2 separate regions of the Triticum aestivum genome follow, and region 2 is linked to region 1. The links are chromatin contacts, called in public Hi-C maps. All regions are on one chromosome and are shown on one strand. The core of a region is the stretch at or near the end of the contact, and the rest is flanking DNA. Distances in the headings are between cores, read along the strand shown. Region 1 holds the start of LOC123101757. Region 2 holds the start of LOC123105804 (bromodomain-containing protein DDB_G0270170).

Region 1 (6,686 bases), core at 2,732-5,231:
ATTAGGAACGAGATCCTCTAACATCACAAAGAGATGTTAGGAAAGCTATGGTACCCTGACATCCCTTCTTCACATCCATATGATTAAGCCTAAAATGATTTGAATTACTTTACAAATCACAAATCTACTTTATACATTTACAATAATTACATATAAACAAAATTATGGTGTAATAAAATTAATTTCGATTTTTATTTTTTATGAACAGTAATTGCGCATATTATTTTTGCTACAGTGTCCATAACATCTCTTCTTTGTTTTGCACTGAGATTGCACTCTAGCTTCGTGACATCTCTTCATGATGTTAGAGGATCCGTTCCGCACTTATTATGGCCCAGTTCTTTTTAGGCAAGATTCTACAGAATTAGGATTTTGAACAATTCTCCCAGAATCTGCTTCTCCCAGAATCTGTTGTCGAGTTCTTTTCAGAGATTGTAGTTTGAGATTCTAGAAGCTGTTGTGTGTTGAATTGTCTGTACTACCCTTAGACCGAATTTGTTTGATGAAATGTTAACAAACTCAAGCATCAATCCATCTACCTATTTTATCTATCAACAATAGCTAGCATCAATTCAAGCATTATTCAAGCATGAAGAAATAGAGAGATGCAAAAAGAAGGGCTCACCGTGAGCGTCGGCGTCGAACTTTGAGGGACGGGGCTGAGGGCCGGGGCGGACTGAGGGGCGAGGAGGAGCTGAGGAGGGAAGCTGGCCGGCGGGGGCGGGGATGGCGTGGCCTGGCCGGCGGCGACGCGGCAACCTAGCCGCTGCCGCGAAGATGGTGGGGCGGGGCGGACCGGGCAAGGGAGGCTGGCCGGCGAGGGCGGGGGCGGGCTGGCCGGCGGGGGCGGGGGCGGGGCGGCTTGAAGCTCCGCTGCCCCGATACGGTGCGGGAACTGGGAGACGAGCGAGCAGTCGGGTGCGTTCGCTCGTTTCGGGGTCCTGGGCTGGACTACGGGGTGGCATTTTGACCGTAAATACGTAATACAATAGGGGTACAACTATACTTCGAAACGTTTTCTTTGATGGGACTTGTCAGAATCCAGAGATTGTGGGAGAAACCAGGTATTTTGGGATTTTGGGATTGCACTAGGATTCTGGAGAATCCTATTGAGATTTTGGAAGTTCATTCGAATTCTTTTTGCTCGGGATTTTCGAGACCAAGATTCTTCATAATCTGCTCAAAAGAACTGGGCCTATATAGCTGCCTGCGTGCGAGTTCTTGAGAGGAAAAAAAAAAGAGCGTGCATAGGCGAGGTCGATGGCGCGTGGGCCGGACCGAAACGAGGACAAGACCTGGCCGGATTCGCCGGCCCGTGGGTAAACTTGCCAGAAATTGCTCCAGCATCGCGTATCCACCGCACACGCCGGGCCGGAGGCTTTCGCGCAAACTTCCCGCGGTTCCCATTTCCACGAGGGGAGCCCAACATCGGTAATAATGGCTTTAACTCGTTTGCTGAAACCGGAAAGACGTGTGATCCACAACAACGGGAATCGGAATCAGTCTCGAGTCTCGACAGCGTAGCCGCGTAGGGGTGGCGTGGTGAACTCGAGGCCCTATCCTATGCCGTGTGCTCGTGGCCGCCAGATTAGCGTCTCGCTCGTACGAAACCGGTGGTGCCGTGCCTCGGTTTTACTTGAAAAACCGCCGCAACTATACCACCTAACTAAACATGTGGCTAATCTAAACCGCCGCAACTATACCACTTATCATTCGTCCGTCTCAACTAAACATGTGGCTAGGGTTCTTGCCCCCTGTCGACGACGGCGCTAATCTGCCTCATCTCCTGTGGCCTTGGGGCCATGTAGCGCGATGCAGAGGCGGACCACGAAATTTTTTTAAGATGGGGCGAAGTCTCACTAAGATTTTTTTTTATGCGAATCAAAGGAGTCAATACACACTAACAATGCATACTACAAATGAATAACCAAATACAATAAAAATGTATAATGTTTCAATAGAAAAACAACCTAAAACATACCGATAATGCTTATAATGGCGTCTAGAAGATCCAGGCAATGGCAGTGCCCTACCCTTTTTCTGAAAATCTTCCTTAATTTTAACAAGAGCATTCTTTTAAAGATTTATCACTCAATGTAACACATCTTCCTTAATTTTACCAAGCGGACATGATAAATATACCTCTTCCTCCTCTTTCCTTTGCATTTGCTGGTTCTTTCCCCTTCTTTTCCATCTTATGGACAGAAGTCACAGAACTGCGCCGGCTGGGCATCTTATTGGCTTGTATGTATAATCATCTAAAAACAAAAAACTTGTGCGTACACTAGCATGAATGAAAAATATAATTGTATAAACAAAGTGGTAGTGGCTGCAAATAGTTCAGAGCAGAGGAGTGGTTCAAAGTTTCGAACCCTGAGAGATTACCAGCAAAATCCTCAACTATCGTCGCCCGCTGGAGCCGCTGCTTTTTGCTGCCGTTGGAGCTTGCCGCCGCCGCCCTCTAAGCCCCCAGCCAGCCGCTGTCGTCCGGCCGTCGGCGGTCGCCCACGGCCCTCCTCGTCCTCACGACCTGGCCAGCCGCCGCCGCCGCGCTAGCTGCTTAGGATTGCGTCGCGGCTGGGCGTCGTGTCTCGTGTGCGTGGGCGCTGGATCGATCTCGACCGGTTGTTACTAGCCCAAGTGCCCAACAGCTGGATGCATCACGTCGGCCCATCAAGCCAGGCTGGCCAGCCCTGGGTGCGGTCAAACGAGTCAAGCAATTCATTCAAGTATCGATCGATAGATGCATATGTATATATTTTTTTTACCCAGAAGTACGGTATGGCGGCTGCCATACCCTGCCCACTGGGGAGGTCCGCCAGTGGCGCGATGGATCCTGGACCTTGCCAGTGGGAGGGTTTCGATTTAAAATGTTTTTTTAGTTTGGTGTGTCCTGCTCAAGAAGATGAGATGACGACGGCTTCGTGAAGATGCAATAAGGTTCTCCCCGCCTAGCCGTTGTTCCGGTGGTGCGCCTAGCATCGTCGAAGGGCACGCGGAGGTGTGTCTCCGATAGATCTTGCGGGATTCGGCCAGTGTTTGTCTTTGATGGATCTGCTCAAATCTATTTCTCACTCGCCCGCGTTTATGTGTCTACAGGTTGGATCCTTCCGAACTACGCTTTTATTCATCGGGGCGACGGTTGATGTTCTGGTACGTTAGATATGTTGGGCATTAGCACAATGGCTTCCCAACTGTCTACCATAACAAGTTTTCCCCGACTCTGATGAGGGTACGGCAATGACGGTGGTGGGCCTTCGGCTCACTTTAGTACTTTAGTTGCTACTAGGTGGTCTACGAATTTTGGATGTAATTTTTGTTATTTTTCTGGTGTTCGTTGTATCGCCATTATCGATGATGATTAGATCAAAAGTTTTCTCGCAAAAAAACATGTACATAGCAGATTCTTTTACAATTATACCAGGTTTAAACTTGATTTGCAGCTCAAGAACACAAAAAGATAGATTTCGTTTTGAAATGTATTAAATTCAAATTGGGCTATAAATTAGCCCATATACCACTATTAGTAGAACATAACATGCCCTTCCTGTTTCTTTTGACGTGAATGGAATTTTTCTTTGATCAAAAGACCTCATGGTTTCTTTTGCTCCAATGAATCTTTTTTTATCAAAAGGCATCATTTAATGTTTTTAATCCATTCACATCGAAATAAACTCTAAAATTATTGAATCGTAGTAAATTTATGTTACATACATGTGCTGCATTTTTTCATTCTTTCTTCTCAAATTTAGTGAGGTTTTCCCGGTGGAGCCTCGTTTTGGAGGAATATTATCCCTGTTCTCCCACGAACAAAACACTGGCACTAGTTTCTTTTAGGGCTTTTTGAAACTAGGTGGGATAACCCAGCAACCAAACCCATCGTCTACTGGGCCGGCAATACCGACAGTCCCTACCTGATGGAAAATTGCGGCCCGCATAGTCATAGACCGTGTCGTGTTCTCTCGTTTGGGCCGCGACGAGGCAATCTGCCAGTCTGTACGGCACCACGCCGCTACCACCAGCCAAAAAAAAAAACCCAGCCGCGGCCGCCGTCGCCTGCCTCGCCGATGGCCGCCGCGCCGTCGAGATGTCTCCTCGTCACCGGCCCACCGGTAAGCAGTAACCCCTCGAACCCCGCACAAAACCCTCCTCCCGCCTTGCCAAGCGCCTAACCACGGCCTCGGTCGGCCCGCCGCCGGTGCTCGCAGGGCGTGGGGAAGACGACGCTGGTCATGCGGGTGCTGGAAACCCTCAGGTCGTCCCACCCGCACCTCGCCGTCCGCGGATTCTATACCCGTACCGCCCCCCTCCAACTCCGATCTCCGATTCGTTTGCCCGTGCGGTTTGCCCCCAGAGATTTCACTCCCCGTCGTGCTTTCTGTTTGCAGGGGAGGTGAGGGAGAATGGGGAGAGAGTCGGGTTCGAGGTCGTGACGCTCGACGGGCGAAGCGGACCGCTTGCATCCTCTAGGATTTCAAGGTTGCCCTCAGCTTGCCTGCCCCTATGCTTGATTTGAATTCCTTGGCTAGCATATGCACGGCAATAGATTCTTACACTCGAGTTAACTGCATCTAGTTTCAATAAACTTGCTTGCGGTCACTGTTAAAATCCTTGTCTGATGGTGCACAGAGTTCTCTCTCCAAGTGATGGACCATTTCAGAACTTCCTTAAACCTGTCTATGTTGCACTTTTAACACTTGCCTACATTTCAAATGCCGCTGATGGTAGAAGAATGCCTCCTGACACCGATATTCAGCTTGTTAGGCCACTTGTTTATGTCTCGGATTTGTCGATAAACATCTGATCTCCAAACTCAATTTTATGTGAGACTAGTTAATGCCACTGCCAGTAATCTCAAGCATATGGTAGATTTTGGCTCTTCTCATTTTGGCACACTCCTGCCATGCAGAGTAACAATTAGGTAGAATACATAGCTCAAGAAGTATCATCTTCACATAATTTTGCGTCTTTCCGTGTCTTGTTTTCTGTCATGTTACTGTATAGCTTCTAATCAAGCTCAGTGAAAAGGTTTTAGGTATGGTCTCTGTTAGATAATTCGTAGTTTATTTTAGTGCTTTGTTGATTATATCCTTATAGATCACTCATTGAACTATTTTATCTTAGTGATAATGGCATCTAAGTTTGTGGTATCTTGCAGCCCTGAGTCTGTTAGATGGCCTACTGTTGGGAAGTACAAAGTAGATGTAGCATCTTTGGAATCGCTAGCATTGCCTGAGTTACAGGTAAGCAGTTCCGAGATATTTCCCTGACCTTAGTTCGAATGGTAGGTTGCTAGTTTGTTCATACATGCCAGACATGTGTGATAATCATGAACCCAGGATTTAGACCAGTCTGTCAGATCACTGTTTACTATCGAAATGTAGCCAACAGCTTTATATTTCTTGTTGATTTATCAGGTCAAAGAAGATACAGATCTCTTCATCATTGATGAAGTGGGTAAAATGGAATTGTTCAGTTCAGCATTTTTCCCTGCTGTGATGAGAGTTATGGAGTCCAACATCCCTGTGCTGGCCACCATACCACTACCAAGATATGGCCGAGACATTCCTGGAGGTACCATTTTTAACAAATTGGGAACTTGACTGTACATGATATTGTATAAAGAGCATTGCATCGATTGTCTTTTAGTACCCGGTTCAGCAATGGGCACATTTTTATAACGATTGCTACAGTGTACCCAAGTGTGCTATGTTACATATATAAGAAATTAACAGATATCTCCAGCATGGGAGCAAGATATATTTTTACCACCCCATGCTTTTCGTAGACGCATGCGAGTCAATCTTCTGACTATGGTCTCTCCTTGGGTCGTGACTAAAACATTCTCCCCTATAAAATGCAGTTGCAAGGTTGAGGAATCATCCTGGAGCAGATGTTTTCACCTTAAATACTGGCAACAGGGATACCATGAGAGAGAGTATCTACAATCAGTTGAGCAGATTGATGCAGAAGAGGTGAATACCTGAATTAGAAGCAGATTGGAGAAGTTTTTCTTGCCTCAAATGCTGGTAACAGGATACAAAGAGAGAGTGTATGTACAAGTCAGTTGAGCAGATTGATGCAGAAGAGGTGACATGCTACCCTTTTATTGTGATGATTTTGTTAGTCTTGGCCTCTTGGGTAATGCAGAAAATTACATCTTCCTTTGAGCAAAAGAAGGTAGAACATTAGAGATTTTACTTCAGTAATAGCCCATCATTAGCTTGTAACATACAGTTATGTCTTCAAGTGGTGTACCTGCATGACTGAGTCATCTTTTGTATGTTCACTGACTATGGATAGACCACTCGGCAAGCTATTTTCGTGTACGTCGCTGGTTAATCTGAATATATAATAAGCATTTCAATTTTTGCAGGTTTCCTTCGGTTCTTCAATCATGTATACAGATTCAATCACAGCAGTTATAGCTTGTAATGAAGCATGTGGTAACTTCTACAACAAGCATCACATGATCTGCCCAAGTTTTACTAATAGGCCATCATTGTTTTGCATATAGTGGGCACATGAATGATAACTCCAGCTTGGTATTCCCTTCCCCACTGTACATTTCATATTATTTGGAAAATTGCTTGCTATTGTTAGTTGTTCATGTTGTTCTTACTCTTGCACTGTCTATGAAAGATGGCCAAGTTGCTGCCTAGATGAATAATAAGAATGCATATGAC
Region 2 (7,308 bases), core at 960-3,459, 230 kb before region 1:
AGTAGGAGTAAACCTTGAAAAGGCTGAATGTATTTTTCTCCCTCAACAGTTCCAGTAAAGGACATCATATACAGCAACAATGAAAATCTCTAAATGCCAATCAAAAAGAGTACCCCCCCAATGAGGACAATAATTCATACAAAAAGATCCCTATTTCGGCCCACGATGGGAATTGAGATACATGCAAAAGTCACATGCAGACGACCGCCTCAATTAATGTGGGCAGATCGGAACGTATCTTCAAAACCCAAAGTGCCGAAAGCACAAGCAAACAACACCAGTTAAGAGGGAAGAGTCAGTACATTACAAACAATAGACAGAATAGAAGGAAAAACAGAACCAGGATGAAGGCCTTCGATTGTGCAAATAAATAAAAAAGCAGGACAACAGTCTAATCTATGAAGTGTGACCCAGAATAAAAGACAGTATGTATATAACAGAGGGCAGAAGCCAACATCTGTTTTGCCACTGGATCAGAACAGAGCCCAGTAACAGAAAATAAACATCAGGCATAGAAACAGTAACAGCAAAAAGAGGCAGAATACCTCAAACTGCTCTAGGATGGTATACTTGTCGCTCAAAAGTTTCTCGCGGATCGTTGAGAAGTCCATCGGATGCTCGATGAGTTCATGGTAATCCGGAAGCTGCAGCCACACAAAACAGTCATACTAGCACTCCAACATGACAAGAACAGAGCTAGTCATGAGAGGTAAACCGCTTGCTCACCTCCTCCGGGTCGACGGGATCCGAGTACACTCCATAGGTGTCCTTCCTGGGAGAAGCAGTGCAAGGCAAGGCAGCGTAAGAAAACAGACGCGAATAGCTGAAGACCATTGGAGGAGGAGAGGAGAAGCAGAGGAGGATGAAGGATGATGGGGCCAGGGCACTCACTTCTGGAGCCTGTCGAGGATGAAGAGCAGCAACTTTTTGTCCGGGAGGGGCGTCCCCGTGGGCCCGCCACCCGACGACGCAGCGGCCCCTGCTCCCACAAGCAGCAGCAGCAGCAGCGAGAGGCGAGCAAACGTTAGCCGCAGGGAGAGAAAAATTCAAATTCTTTAACCACCTCAAGGCTGATGCTTGGTTCCCTCCAAGACCTCACCTTTCCCCGTCGCTTTCGCCGCATCCTTCTTCTCCTCCACCGCAGCTCCCTCCTCCTCCTGCAGCAGCAGCAAAAGAACTTCAGTCAGTCAGTCAGTCAGTCAGTCAGCTATTTGCTTGGCGAGCCCGCCATGGATGAAATCGCAAGCTTGCGTCAACATGGTTGTCGTAAAATTTTGCATTCGCCAGCAATAAATCCTTGGCTCTGAGAGGCGACGACTTTTGCCGCCGCTCCGACAGCGCCTGCTTGGCCGCGACCCGTTAACAACAACAACAACAACAACAAAAATGCGAGGAAAAGGCAGTCAAATCCGTCAAAAACTTGTCAGATCCGCGTACTGTTTGCCGCCAAAGGAAAGGATTAAAGCGCTGACGAGGTGGAGATCCCCTAAGCTAGACGCAGACCCCCAGGGGGAACAAAAACAAATCCAGGCCCGCCCAAAAAAAGCCAACGTCTTCTCTCCGGGAAGCTCGAAAAATCCGCGGCCGCAGTGCCGCGCACTGATCTCTCTCTCGTCCCGCCAGATTCTCTCCCCCGCCGTACCGTGCCGCGGGGGAGGCCGGCCCCGCGCCCCGGGGAAAAAAATCGCAGACCCGCGCGCAGATCCAACCACCACGGCCCGGCATCGCCGCGTGTCCCGCGGGGCCAAAACCCCGCCCGGGCGCCCGCAAAACCTCGGGGGGACTCGGAATTTCGGGGCGAGGGAGGGAGGGGGGAGGGGGCCCGACCTCGCCGGCGCCGGAGAGGACGTTCTTGAGCCGCTTCTGGCGGCGCCGCCCGGTGCTGGCGCCCCCCGCGTCGTCGTCGTCGTCGGAGGGGTCGGGGCCGCGGCGGGCGGGGGGCGGCGGGGACGGGGCCTCGGGGCTCTGCGCCTGCAGGCGGAGGCTACGGCGCTGGAGGTCGAGGAGCGACGGGCGGCCCTTCTTCTTGCGCTTCCGCTGCGGGGACGGGGTCTCCGCGGGGGCGGGGGGCGGGGGCGGGGCGGGCGGCCTCCGTGTCTTGGCCATCGGCGGCGGCGGCCCGCGGCGCCGGCGGGGCGGCGGCGAGGAGGGAGGGGGAGGCGGGGGCGGGGGTGGGATGGACGAACGGGTCGGGGTGCGTGTGGCCTCGCGTGCGTTTGGTATTTTTCGTCCGGGGCTCTTTCGGCCGCGACGGGCTCCCCCCAGCCCTGCCTTGTGGGGCAGGGCCGCCCCGGTCCCACGCGGCAGTGGCCGTGGGTGGAACTGGCGTGTTGCGATCGGCCGGCCTGGGGCGCGTCGGGTGGGGGTGGGGACGGCGGGCCCGGGCCGTGGGCGGGGCTGATTGGTGGGTCTCGCAGGGCCTGCGTGGGGTGGCTGTAAGGAGCGCGTGGGCCCACATGTCAGTCGGACGGCATGCTGGCTCTCCTTTTCTTTTCCTTGGGAGTATTTTCCCGCAGTTTTCGAAGTGCCGCGTGTTCAGTGTTCACCAGGTGGGTTGAGCTAAGCGTTGCCGTTTTGAGAAGGTTACGGTGACTGATCTGCGTCGACTGATCTGCTGTGTCGAGGTGTGTTACGGTGTTCCTGCAGCATGTGTAAGAGTTAAGCAGTCCATCGGCTACCCCAGAAAGACGACTCCAATACGGATCACCAAGTCGCCCCTCAATATTTGAATCGGGCAGTTCAAACTTTTTCTCTTGTCATTCAACGACGGTCGTCTAATTTGTTCGGACCGGTCCGGATGTCCTGAATTACAGGAAGCAGAACCAAACGTAGAGGCAGTTTGCAGTCATCCAGGCGCACGTCCGGTCCACCCAAAAGACACACTCATCGGCGCACTCGGGCGTTCTTGTTAAAAGTAACGAAAATGTTAACGTCCACACATGTGGGCGTTAACCAACTCATCCACACGTCTTCATCACCGTCCAGTAACTTCTGCACGAATTTTGACACGAATTAGCTGATTTTGTATGCCACGTAGGACAACTCGCGTGTGTGGTGTGTGAGAGAGGTCGCCCACACATTCGTTTTACCACACGGAGGGGCCGGTGTGTGGGCATTTAGTAGTTCGCCCACACATCTGTTTTCAGTCACGCACAAGGACTGGTGTGTGGGCGTTTGCCATCTCGCCCACACACCCACCTCCTCTTCCACACCCAAGCTACCAGTTGCCATGCGTTTTGCAGTGTACATGGCAACTGCCCTAGTATGATTGCAAGCAGATGTCAACTCTCTCTTTTTTTACCCGAACATGTCAGTTGCCATATGTTTTGCATGGTACATGGCAAACTGCTCTAGCGTGCACGTAAGCAGATGGCAACTCTTTCTTTTTAAATGGCAACTGCCCTAGCGTGCTTGTGAGCACATGACAACTCTTTCTTTTACCCGAACATATTTTTTGCCATGCCTTTTTTGTAGCTACATGGCAACTGCCTAGTGTTAGTAGGTGGCAACTCCTAAAGTTTTGAAATCATGGTAACTGCAGTAGACCAGACCACACATGGCAACAACTGTAGTTGTCCAAAAAATGGCAATCTGGAACTTTGACCTGAGATGGCAACTGCAGTTGAGCAAACATGGCAACTGTAGTTGTCCGACATGACAACCGTAGTTCAACGACATGGCAACTGCACTTAAACGAACATGGGTGAGGGTCCGCCCCATGGCAACTGCGGGGCGCGCGGGACCACGAGGTACGAGGCCTGACGTACCGCGCGTGTGGGCGTTATCTATTTCGCCCACACACACGCGTGTAAGAGGGACTGGGAGGGGAAAAAAGAGGCATGTGGACGCTAATTGTTTTGCCCACACACAGACGCGTGGGCTGGTCCTCTTAGGCACCACACAGAACATGTGGGCAGATTCCTTAACGCCCATACGTGTGGCAGTTATTGGCATCCAAAAGTAATGGGCTTGGTCATGTACAAGTTCTTAAATTCCTAAAGTAAATCTCAAAGGCCCAATGGCAAGAGGTGGTTCTAAACTTCAGTCTCATATATAATTGTTATTGAGTAGATGTGGTACCTCTTTATATAGTAGGTTCTACCGACTACAGAATATGGTGAGTATGAGGAGAGAAAGAGAACAACAAGCGCGTGTACTCGCCTTGCCTCGTCCCGCCTCGCCGGGCTTGGCCGGGGCGTGGGCGTGCGACATGCGCGTGAATGATCTGCCCAGATACGACATTGCTTTCTTTTGTCGTTTTATTTTTGCATGTCTTGGCAAACAAGTTGATTGTTTTCTTGTCCGATTACTTACGACTTGGAAACCAAGTCGGTTTGAGATCATAATCGCGAAACAAAACCGCACGGGTTCTCCTTTATATATGACTTACCGGCCACAACCAAAGACATACCGAAACAAGCTGGGGTTTTGCCTCATGTCACAACTTGCGACGCCACCGTAGTCTAACACGGTATCTCTTTTGCTGTGAGCAAACTAAACAGGTTCTTGTCAAATAGGAGGGTGATCATTGGCATGCACTTGATAGAGTCTTGCGCCATCTGAGAAGTACAATGAGTTATGAAATTCACTATTCAGGGCACTCCGTCGTGCTTGAAGGATATAATGATTCGAGTTGGATTTCTGATGTAGGTGTGATTTATGCCACAAGTGGGTATGTATTTACTTATGAAGGTGGCGTGATATCATGAAGGTCTTGTAAGCAAACCATTTTGACAAAGGTCAACCATGGAAGCAGAACTTTCTACTTTACACATAGCCACTGTTGAGGCTGGGTGGCTGTTTGAGCCCTCGATGGGCTTGCCTGTGGTTGAACAACTAGTGTCGGCTATTCTTATCAATTATGACAATCAAAATAGTCATTATCAAAGTGAACAACTATAAGGATAATGTGAAGTAATCAAGACATGTGAAGAGATGTTTGAAGTTTGTCAGGAAATTGAGAAACTCCAGAGCAATAACTCTCATGTATGTTCAAATAGACAAAAACCTGGTAGATCCTTTTTAAAAGGGACTATCACGAAATGTGATAGATAATGCATCGAGACAGATGAGTATGAAACCCATATGTGTTACACCATCGTAGTAACCCAACCTTTGCAATTGGAGATCGAGTGAATTAGGACATGGGAAGAACAACCTATTGGTTAACGAAGGGGAGTAACTGATAACTCACTCTATGTGAAGATGCAAAACTCTCAAAACTGTAAGAGAACTACCAGGCAGGTTAACAAGATGCCTTAATGCATTTCTATTGGCTACATGTAGCAAATATGTTGTCCTACAAACCATTCCTGAAAGAACACACATATATGATCCCCGACTGTTAAACGTCACAGTCTATGAGACTTGGGTGTTCTCTAGTAAGCTCACGAAGAGACCAGGGAGGCAGGGAGTATGATGCATATGCTCCAACCACGGGGTAGGCTACTAGCAGTCAAGTAATGGTTATGACTTTAAGTGAAACCTCTCGCACAAAACTTGCAATTGAAGGCATAGTCTGAAGGAAATATGCCCTAGAGGCAATAATAAAGTTGTTATTTATATTTCCTTATATCATGATAAATGTTTATTATTCATGCTAGAATTGTATTAACTGGAAACTTGATACATGTGTGAATACATAGACAAAACACAATGTCCCTAGTATGCCTCTACTAGACTAGCTCATTAATCAAAGATGGTTAAGTTTTCTAACCATAGATATGTGTTGTCATTTGATGAACGGGATCGCATCATTAGGAGAATGATGTGATGAACAAGACCAATCCGTTAGTTTAGCATATTAATCATTAAGTTTTATTGCTATTGCTTTCTTCATGACTTATACATATTCCTTTGACTATGAGATATGCAACTCCTGAATACCGAAGGAATACCTTGTGTGCTACCAAACGTCACAACGTAACTGGGTGATTATAAAGATGCTCTATGGGTATCTTCGAAGGTGTTTGTTGGGTTGGCATAGATAGAGATTAGGATTTGTCACTCCGAGTATCGGAGAGGTATCTCTGGGCCCTCTCGGTAACGCACATCATGATAAGCCTTGCAAGTAATGTGACTAATGAGTTAGTTGCGGGATGATGCATTACAGAATGAGTAAAGAGACTTGACGGTAATGAGATTGAACTAGGTATGATGATACCGACGATCGAATCTTGGGCAAGTAACATACCGATGACAAAGGGAATTATGTATGTTGTCGTTATGGTTTGACCGATAAAAATCTTCATAGAATATGTAGGAACCAATATGAGCATCCAGGTTCCGCTATTGGTTATTGACCAGAGAGGTGTCTCGGTCATGTTTACATAGTTCTCGAACCCGTAGGGTCCGCACACTTAACGTTCGATGACGATTTGTATTATGAGTTATGTGTTTTGGTGACCGAAGATTGTTCGGAAACCCTGATGAGATCACAGACATGACGAGGAGTCTCAAAATGGTTGAGAGGTAAATATTGATATATTGGATGATAGTATTCGGACACCGGAAGTATTTCGGAATGTATCAAGTACATATCGAAATACCGGGGGGTTACCGGAACCCCCCGGGGGAAGATATGGGCCATATGGGCCATAGGAGGGAGGCAAACCATCCCACAAGGGGTAGCCCCCCCCCCCAAGGGAGGAGTCCGAAATGGACAAGGGGAGGGTGCGGCGCCCCCTTTCCTTCTCCTCCTCTCTCTCCTTCCCCCTTTCCCCTTCCGGTAAAAGGAAATGGGGGGCGAATTGGACTAGGAGCCCAAGTGGGACTCCTCCCACTTAGGGCGCGCCTAGGCCGGCCTCCTCCCCTCTCCCTCCTTTATATATGGGGGTGGGGGCGCCTCTAACATGACAACTATTTGTTAGCCGTGTGCGGCGCCCCCCTCCACAGTTTTACGCCTCCGGTCATATTTGTTGTAGTGCTTAGGCGAAGCCGTGCGCAGATCACTTCACCATCACCGTCACCATGTTGTTGTGCTGACGAAACTCTCCCTCGACACTTTGCTGGATCAAGAGTTTGAGGGACGTCATCGAGCTGAACGTGTGCAGAACTCGGAGGTGTCGTATGTTCGGTGCTTGATCGGTCTGAACGAGAAGAATTTCGACTACATCAACCGCGTCGTCAAACGCTTCCACTTTCGGTCTACGAGGGTACATGGACACACTCTCCCCCTCTTGTTTCTATGCATCTCCTAGATAGATCTTGCATGAGCGTAGGAAATATTTTGATATTGCATGCTACGTTCCCCAACAGTGGCATCCGAGCCAGGTCTATGCGTAGATGATATGCCTGAGTAGAACACAA

What was found. Hi-C and Micro-C count contacts between places; a contact is called where the count stands out from the background.
Region 2: a contact with region 1 is called in a Hi-C map of root, with 7 times the contacts expected there. The contact joins the promoter of LOC123105804 here to the promoter of LOC123101757 in region 1. A contact is called at or near these places in 2 of 5 Hi-C or Micro-C datasets (leaf and root).

The regions. Positions count from the first base shown.
Region 1 is chr5A:666,119,947-666,126,632 of IWGSC CS RefSeq v2.1, reverse strand. LOC123101757 reads left to right here and starts at 3,981. Exons shown (of 14, transcript XM_044523063.1): 1 at 3,981-4,112; 2 at 4,209-4,296; 3 at 4,389-4,479; 4 at 5,159-5,243; 5 at 5,418-5,574; 6 at 5,864-5,975; 7 at 6,238-6,280; 8 at 6,377-6,446. The coding sequence starts at 4,068. LOC100125712 (hypersensitive-induced response protein 1) reads right to left here and starts at 39. Exons shown (of 6, transcript XM_044527951.1): 1 at 1-39.
Region 2 is chr5A:666,348,773-666,356,080 of IWGSC CS RefSeq v2.1, reverse strand. LOC123105804 (bromodomain-containing protein DDB_G0270170) reads right to left here and starts at 2,209. Exons shown (of 9, transcript XM_044527954.1): 1 at 1,828-2,209; 2 at 1,100-1,157; 3 at 892-979; 4 at 727-772; 5 at 546-644. The coding sequence starts at 2,106.